Linked DNA regions of Rattus norvegicus: region 2 is linked to region 1. A link is a contact called in public Hi-C data. All regions are on one chromosome and are shown on one strand. The core of a region is the stretch at or near the end of the contact, and the rest is flanking DNA. Distances in the headings are between cores, read along the strand shown.

Evidence for each region. Hi-C and Micro-C count contacts between places; a contact is called where the count stands out from the background.
Region 2: a contact with region 1 is called in a Hi-C map of the A7r5 cell line, with 15 times the contacts expected there. The contact joins two enhancer-like sites. A contact is called at or near these places in 4 of 12 Hi-C or Micro-C datasets (the A7r5 cell line, Schwann cells, kidney and 1 more).

What each region holds. Positions count from the first base shown.
Region 1 is chr1:173,767,926-173,770,691 of GRCr8, forward strand. No RefSeq gene overlaps it. Among named protein-coding and RNA genes, the nearest start is that of Swap70, 67 kb to the left of the region's middle. Within about 2 kb of position 1,291, at least 30 of the 93 cell types and tissues checked have an H3K27ac peak or open chromatin away from gene starts, as enhancers often do. A contact at or near this core is called in the A7r5 cell line, where this site is marked.
Region 2 is chr1:174,355,293-174,357,992 of GRCr8, forward strand. It overlaps Ampd3 (adenosine monophosphate deaminase 3), which reads left to right. Exons shown (of 15, transcript NM_031544.2): 9 at 44-207; 10 at 745-871; 11 at 1,691-1,854. Among named protein-coding and RNA genes, the nearest start is that of rnf141, 35 kb to the right of the region's middle. Within about 2 kb of position 1,394, at least 42 of the 93 cell types and tissues checked have an H3K27ac peak or open chromatin away from gene starts, as enhancers often do. A contact at or near this core is called in the A7r5 cell line, where this site is marked.

The sequences.
Region 1 (2,766 bases), core at 41-2,540:
GGAGGGTGGAGAGTCAGCAGCCGGTGAGAAGGGGCCTGTTTCCTGACTCCCTGACCCGGGCTGTCTCTGTGGAGGCCCCAAACCCAGGGAGGTCATCTAGGGCGAAATTCCAGCTTGAGCCCCCTGAGCAATGACTTCAGTTTTCTTGATAAGGCTGAAAAAGGGACACTGAGTGTCCACCCCACACCCCCTCTCTGTCAGCACCTCCGCTCCAGTGAGGCCTCTGTGGTAGACAGCCTGCCGGGGAGAAGAGACAAAGATAGACTGGGGACAGATAAGGACAGAGACAGCCAGGGACAGATGGAGCCTAGAGGTGAAGATGGGGCAGCAGTCTGTGGGGAAGCCCAGAGGTCAGCACCAGACCCCCTGTCTCCGCTTGCTCAAAGCTGGTTGATTGTCGGGGCCTGCAACAGAGAGACTTGGTGGGTACAGCAGGAACATTGATTGTGCCGCCAGCTTGAAGGACACAGCTCTGATGCCTGGGCCTGGGTCTCTGTGTGTGACTCTTGAGGCTGGTGCTCTGGTGTGACGATGGGGCCAGTGGAGCGAGCGTTACCTCTGAGGTTCCAGGAAGCATCAGCAAAGAAAGAGGTTGAGGGCATTAAGAGCTGGGCCGAGGTAGGGATCCATGGCCACCGCTGTTGGATAAGAACTGCTACTGCTTTCTGGTCTTCCAAGGTCACCTGGCCTCACAGTACTCCAGGCACACTCTGGGAGAGAATGTTTGCACCCAACACTGTCTATTTGGCTTGGCAAGTTGGTGGAAGCTGAGAAGACACAGCTGGCCTGTGCGCTCCTGGGTCACCATGTGCAGTTGAGTCACAGCCCCTGGGGAACAGGAGCCTGTGCTCAGGGCTGTGCCCACAGACACAGCCACACAGGTATCCAGATGCCTTGTGCAGCTGAGTCACTGTCACTCCTCGGGGAGCACGTGCTGGCTCGCATGTGTACACAGGTACACAGAGACAGGGTGCACCTGACTGTGAGTCACTGGTGCCAGCCAGCTCTGGAGTCTGTTCTGCCATCCCTGTTTAAAAGCAAACGCCCACAAGCCTACACATAGATGTAGGCTTAAAGTACAGCTCAACCTACCCGCTTCTTTGTACTGGGGTGGGGGGGTGCCAAAGACACTTGGATGAACAGGTGAGCAGAATGAATGGGCAGACAAATGAAGAGACGGGTGACCACCCCCTGCTTGGTAAAATTGGTCAGGGCAGCTCCTCAGGGTGGGTCCAGAGCTCTGTGTCTGCACGGAGTCGTCTTGCTCCAAATATAGCCTTCATGGGTGGGCAGGGAGCCAGGGATGCTTCCCAGGCAGTGACTTCACTGGGCCCAAGGCCCAGCCTCTGTGGACTTGGAGAAAATGAACAGAGGCCCAGCTTCCCACAGCCAGGCTTGACCTGCGGGGCTGGAGCTGTCCGTGCCACCGCTTGGCACCTGGGACTGTGGGACAGGGCTGATGCAGATGGGTACAGAGAGCTTCTGGGCTGGCGCTCCTTGGGGAAGGGGGGGTGGGGGAGCTGCCTGCTGATTGCATAACCCAGACCCCCTGCTGGGCTGCCCATCATCTGGCAGGGACAACCCTCTGGCCTGGGCTTGCTCCCAGGGACACGCCTTTGTTTCTGGAATCTTTCTTTTTTTATTATTTCTTTTATTTTTGAGATTATAATGTAATTACATCATTTCCCCCCTTCTCTTTCCTCCCTGCAAACACTCCCAAATAAACCCCATGCTCTCTTTCAATTCCTGGCTTCCTTTTTTCCCCATTAATTGTGGTTACATGTGTGTGTGTGTGTGTGTGAGTGTGTGTGTATGTGTATGTGAGTGTGTGGGTGCATTTGTGTGTATGGGTGTGTGTGAGTGTGTGTGTATGTGTATGTGAGTGTGTGGGTGCATGTGTGTGTATGGGTGTGTGTGAGTGTGTGTGTGAGAGTGTGTGTATATATTTGTGTGTGAGTGTGTGTGTGTATGAGTGTGTGTGTGTGTGTGTGCTTATTTTCCTGGATATACCCTGCTCAGTCTGTATGTTACTTGTATGTTTGTTTTCAGGCCTGACCATTTGGCATTAGAAAATCATTTGGTGTGCTTTTCCTTGAGAAAGACTTTTAGCGTTCCTTAGTTGCCTGTAGTTCTTTATGGAGGGTTGGGGCCTTGTGGGCCCCCCTGTCCACTTTGACATGTCTATGGTTGGTGTTCTCACTAGCTTACATTTAGGTAGCCATGTTTGTGAGACTTCATGGGTGTAGCATCTGACATGACTAGGAGACAGGACTCACAGCAAACTGATCCTCTAGCTCCTGCAATCTTTGTTCCCTGAGTCTTGGGTGTGGCACGTTTGGAAGATGCACCCACTGGGACTGGGTAGGATCCTCTTTTCTTGACGCCCCCCACCCACTCCAATGCCTTGATTCAACTGGGCAGTTGCAGTTTACCCGAGTTGGCCTTCCTGCCTTTAGACCTTGTCCCTCTGCTCTGCCCTGCCCACAGCTGTCGGGCACTTTTCTAAAATAAAGATCTGACTCAGCCTTTTCTGTTGGAAAGGGTCCCTGTGGCTCCCAGTGGTGAGCAGCAGGTTAGACGCCTCCCCTGGTGCTCAAACCATCTTTCCTGGGTCCACCCTACCTGGGTGTTTCGAAAGGCTGTGACACGGACAATGTGCTGGCTAACTTTATGTCAACCTGACACTGGCTAGTCATCAGAGAGGAGGGAGCCTCAGCTGAGAAAAATGTCTTCATAAGATCAGCTGTAGGCTAGTCTGAGGGGCAT
Region 2 (2,700 bases), core at 144-2,643, 590 kb after region 1:
TGTAGCTGGGAGGCTTTTGTGCCAACTCAGTTCTTGGTATTAGGAAGTGGCCCGGGAATTGGAGGACAGCAAGTACCAGTACTCAGAACCCCGGCTGTCCATCTATGGTCGCAGTCCTAAGGAATGGTCTAGCCTGGCCCGCTGGTTCATTCAGCACAAGGTCTACTCGCCCAACATGCGTTGGATCATCCAGGTGCCGCGGATCTAGTGAGTACTGTGTTCTTGTCTGCCCCGGGCTTCTCCGGGGACCACAGCCTGTCCTGCATGGCTCCTGTCCGTGTGTATGCTCCTGAGCCTGGGGACAGGGACTGTGGGCTTGGCTTTCAGCACACATCACTCTTGCTGTTGAGGAATACATACATGAGAAGGCCTTGCTGGGGGAACACCCTTTCTTCTCATTGAAGATTTGGGTGAGCCTGGGGGATGAGATGACCCATGGTGTCCTACATTACTGGCCTCTGTGGCTGCCATGCAAAGCGACACTCTCATCTCCAGCTGGGCTGGGCTTGAGTGGCAGAGTCCATGTCCCTGGAGATTTGAGGACTCTTTTGTCACTTCTCACCCAGCCTGAATCCCACCTCCTCACTCTCAGTGGCCTCTGGCTTGAGGCAATGGCCACAGGTACAGAAAGATGCCCATCAGTTTGCAAACACTGACCACACTGGCTGTTTTCTCTGCTGAGAAAGTGACAGGGGCCCACTTGGCAGACCAAGTCCCTAACAAGCCAGCCTTTGGTTTCCCCAGTGATATATTTAGGTCAAAGAAACTACTGCCAAGCTTTGGGAAGATGCTGGAGAACATCTTCCTGCCCCTTTTCCAGGCTACTATCAACCCTCAAGACCATCGGGAGCTTCACCTCTTCCTTAAATACGTAAGTCTGGGGGCCTCTAGTGAGCCCATTTTGGCAGAGGAGGGCACTCCTGCCCCACATGGGCCCAATCACCTTCTCCGGCCTTCCACTCTGCTTCCCTCCCCAGCTCCTGGACCCAGGCACGGACTGCCAGCTCCAAGCAGCTGTATAATGAAAGGAATGGAGGGAGGCTGCTTCTCAGGGTAGTGGTTGCTGGGAGCACTGGGGAAGGCTGTGTCTGTCCCTAAAAGGGCAGCTGCAGGCAAGGGTCAGCAGCCGTTAGTCCAGAGGTCAGAGATACCTGATTTAAACGGTTTGCTAGGTTTCTTCTCAGTGAAGCAGAGGAGCCTCTGGGGCCACCGTGCTCCTGGCCAGGGCCCCCGATCTGTTGTGAGGCATGCGGCTGGTATCTCACAGCCAAACTTGACACACCGAAGGAATCCTCTGCCTATAATTCTGAATCCAGCTTTGGACCTATCTGGGCCCAGAGTGTAGTCATCGCGCTTGGACAGCTTCCTAAACCACTTTGGTCCTGGTTTGCTCAACATTAAGACGAGGCCACAGCCACCTCCCCACGCAGTGTCATTTGAGTGCTAACTAGCTGGCGAGTTGTAAGGTGGGGGGCAGGGGACTTGATGGATGGTTGTAGATGCTTGGCATGTCAAGCAGCCCCACCCCCACTCCAGCCCTCGCTACTGCTGTTGGCAGTGACTGCCACTCCCTGCAGCACTGGCCTCCTTGGCAACAGCAGTGGAGAAAGCTGGCAGCTCAGGCCTACCCTCATCTGGCCCAGCCTCGGTTTCCTCATTGTCAATGTCAGCGTCGATACTTCCCACACAGGTGACAGGGTTTGACAGCGTGGATGATGAGTCCAAGCACAGTGACCACATGTTCTCAGACAAGAGCCCCAGCCCAGACCTCTGGACCAGCGAGCAGAACCCACCCTACAGTTACTACCTGTACTACATGTATGCCAACATCATGGTGCTGAACAACCTCCGCAGGTGGGTGCAGCCCCGGCATGCGTGTGGGCTTCACATGCATGTGGTCCTCCTGCCAACATGCACACCCATGTGGTTCTTAAGTTTATCACATGACTGCTTGCACATGCGGGCACATGCTTGAGAAGACTCGTGCCGATACAGATACGTGGCTTGTGTGCAACGATGGATGCTGTACATTTGCACACACATGTTCATTTGCACATATTTACCAGCACGACCTCCACGTGGAGAGACCTAGGACACACTGACTGACCATATGCATGCTTCTCTACTGCTGTGCAGCCATCTGCACACATGCATTTGTGCCTTGAAAAAGTGCAACTCCCATGCGATAGGCACAGTCTGGACACAGGAGAGACCGAGTGAAGCAGATTCAGTTTGCCTAAATCTTAGGGTGGTGTCCTGTGGAAAGGTCCACAAACCAGACAAAGCGCAAACTGACAGGAGCCAGAAACCCGGGACACAGGCACAGGGCACAGCTACATTCCCTTCTCTGTGAGTCTAATGTTGCATGCACCTTCCTTTGGGAGCATAGCTTCTCACGGGCTAGCACCGAGCTAATCCAGGTTGTGCCGGGTGAGTTTAGAATGGGGTTGAGAAAAGGGCCTGTAACAACCAGGGTGGAGGTGGTCCTGAGTCGAGCTCTGGGAGATGGGCTCTCTGGTTCTGGCTATGTCATGACCTGCTCAGCGTCTTTCAACACACGCCATGCCCTGGGCCTTTGCTCATTTCTAAAGCAAAGTGGTTGGACCTGATTTCTCATGGAGCCAGTCTTGGAATGCCAAGAAGTGGGGTGGGGGTGGGGGTGAGTGGAGGAGGCCAGGACCCCTGTCCATGTCTTGTCTC